Regions from separate parts of the Mus musculus genome. Here region 2 is linked to region 1. The links are chromatin contacts, called in public HiChIP or PLAC-seq maps. All regions are on one chromosome and are shown on one strand. Each heading gives the region's core, a stretch centred on a gene start, on an enhancer-like site or on the middle of the called end of the contact. The rest is flanking DNA. Distances are from core to core; before and after follow the strand shown.

Region 1 (4,551 bases), core at 1,993-4,492:
AGTAGACCAGGAGAGGGATAAAGTCTGGACTATTAAAAAATAATAAAGAATTTTTAAAAAGAAAAAGAAAAGAAACAGGCTAGGAATTTTCATGTCACTTTCACAAGGATGGAGATGAGACCACACGCAGTCAGCTGACTGCAGAGGTTCTGTCTTAATGATTATGCTCCCGTGCCAATCGCTGCAATTTTCTGTCTCTTAAGATAGTAAATTCAAGGAACATGACTTCTTTCTATGATGTTATAATGACATTTATAACTCTGTTATAAGTTACTCTGGTCTGTCCTGAAATCACAGAATGAATGGTTATCTTATGCAGTTCTGTTTACTAGGTATATAAGCCACAACTACTACCATGCCAAAATGCCTCTTCCAAATAGAAAGAACTTAATAGAAGCCCCTTACTCTAGAAAACAGGAATTCAGGGCACTCAAGACACTTCACATAAGTAGAGGGAAGCCACCTGCAGCTTTCAGTGGGTAGGAGAAAGAAAAGTGGCCACACAAATGAGTGACAAATATACACAAATAAACATTAGGAAGGCTCATTCTGTAAAAATAAGAATCTCTTATTCTGTACATTTTTAGCTACTTAGGTGTACTTTTTTGTTTGTTTGTTTTTGTTTTGTTTTTCGAGACAGGGTTTCTCTGTATAGCCCCCTGGCTGTCCTGGAACTCACTTTGTAGACCACACTGGCCTCGAACTCAGAAATCCACCTGCCTCTGCCTCCCAAGTGCTGGGATTAAAGGCGTGCGCCACCACCGCCCGGCTTACGTGTACATTTTTGGTATTTCTTCCCAAGTGCTATTAAAACCAAATAAAACGACTTATTGTTAATAGCAGCTCATTTACAGAATTTTATGTAGGGTATTTTATAACCATACTTTTCTTGTTATTTATGTATATAAAGTTTAATCAGTGATCATATTTAATATAAATAAACATTCTTTTCTCGGGAACGAGTGCTGACAGCACGCACTGACTTACTGTAGCACCTTGGGTTTGGAGACCAGCCTTCTGCTGTGCACCTGATTTGCTCTTCTTGCTTCCCACTTTCGGTTGCATAGCCAGCCAAACAGAAGAATGATAGTTTTTTGTCTACGCTCATGGGGAAGTAAAAGCTTTTAAACGTATAATAATATTGGGCAATCCTTCCATTTTCCACGGTAGGAAAATCACACTGTTTCTCTGAAATGAGGAAAACTCAAGCTGAAAACAGAAAAACATTCAAAAACCCATAAAACTCATGAGGAAACAACATTTCTAAAAGGTTGAGGGGGTTTTGTTGCTTTTTTTGTTTTGGTTTTGGTTTTTGGTTTTGTTTGTTTTTGTTTTTTGTTTCGGCAGATCTTTCAGTTTGCACTTACTTTCATAACCTAAGTTTAGAAGTGATACTGTCTCAGTCTAAATATCTAATATAATGCCCACTGCTCTTTATATAAACTGGCAATTCGGAACAGCTGTGTTACTCAGAGTAACTGACCGGTGACTTCTTGGAAGCTTGTCCTTGCTTTGTAGAACACTCTCATAGATACACCATGTCATCCCACATGCAATTTTAACACTTCTGAAAGTTACACTGGTAAGAGTAAAAATAAAAATGAATGCTTACTTTGCTTTAATAATAGGGTTTATTTAATCTAATATGTTAAAGTGTTCTATATTCTTTGTTCACACTTTTTAAATCCAGCAGGCCTTCCATTCACAGATCAGCTCTGCTTGGATCAACTGTTTCAGTGCTCAGTAACCATGCAGTTGATACTCTGTATTGGCAGGGAGTTGACTCCAAGGCTCCCCATAGATGCCAAAACCCATGGATGATCAAATCTTTTACATTCAGCGATTAAAATTTTGCATATAGCTTACACACCTCCACTAGTTTAGACTAGTGGTTCACAACCTTCCTAATACTGTGACCCTTTCATACATACAGTTAATGTTGTTATGATCCCTTTACCATAAAATTATTTTGTTACTTCCTAAGTATAGTTTTGCTACTGTCGTGAATCATAATGTAAATATTTGATATACAGGACATCCGATACATGACTCCAAAGGGGTCATAGCTCACAGGTTGTGAACCACTAGTTTAGACAATCTTCCAATAGAGTGGGCTTGATAGACGCCTATAATTTCAAATCATTTTCAAAAGGGTAATAATGAATGAAAGAACCTAGTTGCATATAAGCCATGTGACTTGTTTGAGGAGGCAAAGTGTCCCATGGTAATGAAGTCAGAATGGTTACCTCCATGTTCTGCTGCCTTAGAAAGAAAATAATGATAATGTCAGCCAGAGCTGAGAAAAACAAGACAAAATTATAGTCACCACACCATTGTCAGCATCTAGTGAAACACACACAGTCAAGTTCCCAAACATTCTAGTATTTCCCATGCATAATCACACGTTTACCATGGTAAGACCCAAAGTAGCTGCTATGGAGGACAGTGATGGCCACAAGGGCCACTGCTCTGGAAAGAAGAGACAACACCAACCAATGGGCTCACTGTCCTGGCTGATACATCAAATCTGTAGTGTTGATATCTCTGGACAATTTGATTTATAGCATTATTTTGACAGACTCATATCTCTCACTGTCTCCCAATATCCCTGTTTCTATAATCAACAATATTGGCATCAAAATAATCCCTATGTAATAACTCCAAAGAAAATAGAATCATGAGGAGAAACCTTGCTAGTGATTTTGTTCTTTTTCAAATTTCCCACATTATATTCTCTCCTCTTAAAAAGAGGAGAGAACTAAACTTATGCAAGTGTTACTATTATGCATAGATCCTTGCCTAAAATTATAATTAAGGCAAATATGTGACTTTCAAATTGACCAGATTACCAGCATTATCAGCATTAATTTGGCGAATAACTAATAAACCAGAAAACACTTTAAAGTAGTTAGACCCTGGCTCCCCGTGCTCCCAAATCTAGAGAAATAAAGGATTCCAAAGAAACATTATCAAGATGTTTAAACAAGTTACTTTTATGTAAAGCATGCATTACAAAACTGGCATGTGAAAGTGAAATATTAGGTCAAAATTCAAGAACTATGATACTTAGATGACACTTAGACTCTCTCTTCTCTATATGTATTTTAGAGAATAAAGAGTAATAAAAGAATTTTACCTTCTGCATAGAGTTCTCCTGAGAGGATTAATAAAAGAATAAATGGCAAGTGTCTCAGCGTCATCATCAGTGTGTCTCATGAAGATTTTTACAGCTCTAAAGCACCCAGGATCTCATTACTAAATACTCAATACTTCTCTTGACAAAACAAGTTAATAATTACAATGTCTGTCTAAGTACCTTTGGAACGAGGTAACATTTTACTTAAACTAGTCTCAAATAATTGAAAATATTGTGCCAGTATTAGCTGACAATAATTTTCTGAGTTTAATAAGAACATATGAGGCAACATAGGCAAAAAAATGACAGCAGCATAAATAATGAATACAGGCCAAATACGGAAGGGTATATTTCAAGTCAGAGTCACAACTATTTATTCCTAGGGCAAAGTCTACCTGCTCGCTGCTGTTTACAAGCTTTGAACTGAGCAAAGATGAACTTAGAGAGCATGAGGCAGTGGACACTTGATATGAAAATACATTGTTTGGCCTGTAGTCTCCCAAATTATAAATGATCTTCTCTTAAAGTATGACAGCAAATTATAAAAGCAGTAAGGCACAATATGTGCTGTATTTGGGTATTACAGTATTACTCACTTATGAGAAAGTTTTGAATGACCACTATGGACAAGTTATAAAGACCCTGTCTCCACAGCCTAAACACTTTCCTGACCTAGCCAACTCAGTCAGTCTTCAAGGTCTCAAGTGAGGGAGAGAGGATTGAAAAAGAAAAACAGCTAGACAAAATTATAGCGCGACTCCAACCTGTACTGAGGCTGAGGCAGGTTTATTTTTCTCCAGCCTGCTTTTATACCTTTCTAGCAACATTCAAAAAACATGGTCGGTTCTTAGATCAAAGACAAAGTAATCAAGCAAAGTAGTAAACAAGGAGATCACACAAGAAAGCAGTCAAGCAAAGTAGTAAGCAAAGAGATCACACAAGATAATAATTAAGTAAAGCCCCACGGTCCGTGTTTCTAATATTCTTATCTGAGCCTACTTCTTGTCCCAGCCCAGTGACAAATGTCAAGTTCTTAGAAGCTGCACCAAAAGCTCTCAACTCTTTTCACCTAGGCTTCACCTCTGAAAACTATTGTGTTACAGAACTTTGGGTCCTACATGTGATTATTCGGAATATATATTCAAAGCATAGCAGTGCCCAGTATTAAACTGCTGCCCCAACCTTCTGGTCTTTGCTGTGGTATATTGATTAGGTTCCTTATTTAACATATCTTTGTATCTCAAGAGCAAGTCCTAGTTGGTGGTATACACTCCATTCAGTGCTCTCCTGCGTTTACTAATTTCCTGTTTGTGCTGGTGTCTGTTCATCAGGAATAGCCTTGTCCGGCTTTGGTATCCTGTGATGCTGGCTTTACTGAAGGAGTCTGGAAACTTCTTTGCTTCTTTCTGGACACA
Region 2 (4,159 bases), core at 207-2,706, 680 kb before region 1:
TTCATGGGGAGGGGTCCATGACTGAAGAAAACCAAAATGAGCTCAGCAACATTCATCACTGCTCTCTGTAACAGGACTGCTGTCACCACGTGACCGGATGCTCCTAGGCTGTTCTTCCCTGATTGGCAGGCTCTCTGTTTGGGAACTGTGAGCAGAAATACACCTTTCCAAAAAAAAAAAAAAAAGAAAGAAATACACCTATCCTTCCCTTAGCAGCTTTCTCTGGCATCTTGTCACATCCACAAGACACGCAACTACTACAATGAGTTACTGGCAGTTGAATTCCTACACATTTAATGAAATAGAAAACAAGCCATCCGAAAACGCCGTTCTGTATAGACTTTGGATATTAGACCATCAGCTTGAGTATCGCACTCCTGACAGTTTATGGCTTTAAGAAAGTGTTTAAGTGCTCTATGCTCAGTTAACTCATCTATATGCTTGAGCTACAACAGCTTACCAAACCCCACACTATCTAACATTCGTAGCCCAATTTGTACTATTTTCAAGCTGAAATCTGTCCTTACCATGTACAGGAACAACTAAAAATTGTGCTATATTCAAATAATTGAATATTACATAGAATGACAAATGAACAGTTAGGAGCCATGTCCAACAAACACAGTTCTACGTAAATACAGGAGTAAATTACATAAAGTACAGGTAAATACAGTCCATGTTCTTAGAAACACTGACAGTGGGTGGAAGGAAACCTGGAGGGCACAGAGGGTACCAAGGTTATTAGGTTGGGAGTTGAATATCTGCCTCAGTTCTGCATCAATTCAGCATGCTGCTGACACTTTTTTTCCACCTCTATATTTCTTACTATAAAATACCTCAATGACAAGTTAGAAAATTAGCATTTCAAGTTGATGGGTTTTTTTTACTTATTTTTTTCCTTTTTCTATTGGATATTTTCTTTATTTACATTTCAAATGCTATCCCAAAAGTCCCCTATACCCTCCCTCCCCACCCCAGCCCTGCTTCCCTACCCACTCACTCCCACTTCTTGGCCCTGGCTTTCCCCTGTACTGGGGCATATAAAGTTTGCTAGACCAAGGTCCTCACAGACCAGTTGCTTCACACATATAAAAAGAATTTCTTGGGAGATTCAATTCATTAATTTTAGAAAACCAATCCCATAATCAACATCCATTAGCATGACAATCTTTTCAACATTTCTGTATTATGTATGCATGGGTGTTGGTCCTGAAAACACTGCCTAACTGAAGTTCTCTCAATGATTTTTAAATGTGCCTTCATGCTTTCTGTTCTGTGGTTTGTCCACAGTAGAACACAATTTAAAGGATTATGAAATCCAGCCCTTGCTCACATTTCCAGAAATGTGAACTTGTTTCCAAGCAAAACAAGCTGTGATTTACAAGAACAATCCAGCAGGTCACTGACAGGGCATAGTAACAACAAGAGATAAAACGCCCATGCTGCTGGACTTGTGGTCTACTATTTTAGTTTACTTTGCAGAAGTTGCTCATGGGCGGAGCAATCCTGATTTCCTAAACTGACTTTCAACTTCCCTTTGAAGCAAGTCTTTCCCTGCTGTGACCACAGTTCATAGCAGAGAGGAACTGGATGGTACAGCACAGATTTCTCTTGGAGTCAGTTGGTCCCAGAAAGATCCAAATTATGAGACTGTCAGCAAGAATTATTTGGCTTATATTATGGACTGTTTGTGCAGCAGAAGGTAAGCTGGAAACATTCTTTTCTCCTTCTTGCTGAGCCAAATTATAAAACATTTGCAGAAAATGTTTCTCACAGCAATCATTCAAATTATGTCTGGAAAATATATGTAATTACTAGTCTGTTACTTAGTGGATTTGGGTGGTAAGTTTAAAAACTGTAAACTGTTCATTTGACTATTGTAGTTGATAATTTGGCGAAATGTAAAACTCGAGACAGTGCTTTAAACAACCATTTGCAATCTATAATTGGGCATAGTCATTCAACTTTTAGTTATCATGATACAGGCTCCTGTTTTGTTCATGAGTGTCCCTGAAATATTTTATGTAAAACTAGTAAGAAATATGTAAACATCCAAACTTAATGAAAGCATTCACTTTTATTTTAATGAGTGGATTTATTTCAGGCATATTTCTAACCCTTCATAAATACATCATTTTACTGATACTGCCATGGCTTTAAAAGTTTTGTTCATAAGAACTGCAAGCATGAGATAAAATGATTATAAAATTTGACAGATAATCTGTACACAGTATTGGAAGGATCTGATTTGTTCCTGGTTTTGTTTTCTGAGAGTACATGTGAGGCATATTTGCTTCTGAAAGCCATTTTGAGGTAGGTAATATGAGTGTTGGAGTTCTTCTTTCATGGCAGTAACAGAAATTCCGACTTTATTATTCACTTAAATTCTACCAAAAATTGCTTAGTTTATCCATCGAAAGAGTTTACTCTGCTAATTTATGATAGGCAACTAGTTATGTGAAAAAACAATTAATTAACTCTTCTTTGTGTTTTGATTGTTTAAGATAGGGTGTCACTACACCCTTGGACTCACTGTAGTCCTCCTGACAGCCTCCCATGGGCTGAGGTTACAGGTGGGAGTGACTGCCATCCCTGACTTTTTATTTCAAGTGAATGACATAACTTTAATAATTTCCTTAAATGTTTCTCTTAGCTAATGCTTTGTAACTTGAGGCTTTGCTGTAGCCTCTTCACTAAAGAATTCTAACAACCTCTGACTGAATATTTACCAAATCTGGGAAGAAGAATAGATACAGATTCTTAGTTATATCTTTTTGTAAAATTCTAAAAAAATATTTAAGGGTATTTAATACTTTTTGAAAGAGTAAACTTTTTAAATCATATTTTCTAATATTATTCCTTATATTTTAGCTTTTGAATCTTATATTTAAGATTAAGGCAGTCATTTCCTTGTGTATGAAAATATAAGTATTGCTAAAATGAAATATTGACCAGTAATTCTAAATCAATGGTGATATTACCAAACATAACTCAACTTTTTATTTTGTCAAAGTCAATGTTTCATCTTTTATTTTGATGCTCTACTTGAATAATAATGCTTACTAAGAGATTTCTTTAGATACATATGATTAAAGAAAGAAGTATTTTATTTTTATCTAATTTTTAAATCTTAATTGATGCAAATTGAATTAATATGCTTACATAATTACAAAGCAGAATTTCAATATCAAAAGGGAAGTGTCATGATGTTTACATGATACTTTAATGTTAATGATTTAAAAACCCTCATTTATGCCATGGATATAAGATAATTTTTTTGTTTATTACTGGATCTGAATTTTTGTATGTAGTCACATGTGGTGCCAGTTCCCGCTGATGAGTTGGGCAGTTACAAGGTATACATTACTGCTTCTCCAGCTGTCCAGTTAGAGATGAATTGGGAGTTTAGTGTTTAAAACAGTATGTAGGGTAACCTCACGATATGGATAAAGTACACATAATACAGAGGCAGGGGTATGAAGTTTCATGGATTCTCTGTGGGCACAGTAGTCTCACTTTAGTCTTTGCTTGGCTTGTAGCCTGTGTCTATCTCAAGTGTAAATAATTTAATCAGTCTATCAACTTAACAGAAATTTCACCAGACAGAAGAGCTTGGATCAATTAAAACAGTTATGTTTAATTATGTATGTGTGTATACACTTCAATATTTGCTTTGTTTCCCACAATGCTATTAAGCTGATTTAAAAAAAAAAAGTTTGTGAAATGCTATTAGGCTTTCCTAAACAGGGAAGAAAAGATTCCAGGAGTCTTTTCGCTCTGATAAAGATCACCATTCTTTTAAAACCAATGTTAATTGGGCGTAGCGTAAACACAGTAATGATCTTGCTCAATCCATGGGCCCCACCTGGCCAAAGGAGGAATAAAGCCTCCTGCAGACGGAGCTCCAGTTTCCTCATGCAGGCTGGCCAACTGTGTGTTCCACCCACGCAAATAACAAATAGTAATAACCTTAACAAAAAATGTAAAAAGCAGAATTCATAATTAAAAAATAGTAACCAAAGGAAGAACGGTGAATCCAGTTTCCTTTCTTCCTTCCTTACTTCCTTCCTTCCTGCCTGCCTGCCTGCCTGCCTGCCTGCCTTCCTGCCTGCCTGCCTGCCTGCCTGCCTGCCTGCCTGCCTGCCTGCCTGCCTGCCTG

The links. HiChIP or PLAC-seq counts read pairs in DNA pulled down with a chosen protein or histone mark.
Region 2: a contact with region 1 is called in an H3K27ac HiChIP or PLAC-seq map of embryonic stem cells, with 3 times the contacts expected there. The contact joins the promoter of Cfh here to the promoter of F13b in region 1. A contact is called at or near these places in 5 of 39 promoter capture datasets (the 3T3-L1 cell line, cranial neural crest, embryonic stem cells and 2 more), 1 of 15 datasets of contacts at CTCF or cohesin (large pre-B cells) and 4 of 115 datasets of contacts at active chromatin or transcription factors (all in embryonic stem cells).

What each region holds. Positions count from the first base shown.
Region 1 is chr1:139,500,398-139,504,948 of GRCm38.p6, reverse strand. F13b (coagulation factor XIII, beta subunit) reads right to left here and starts at 3,242. Exons shown (of 12, transcript NM_031164.2): 1 at 3,137-3,242; 2 at 988-1,188. The coding sequence starts at 3,203.
Region 2 is chr1:140,180,708-140,184,866 of GRCm38.p6, reverse strand. It overlaps Cfh (complement component factor h), which reads left to right and starts at 1,456. Exons shown (of 22, transcript NM_009888.3): 1 at 1,456-1,702. The coding sequence starts at 1,591.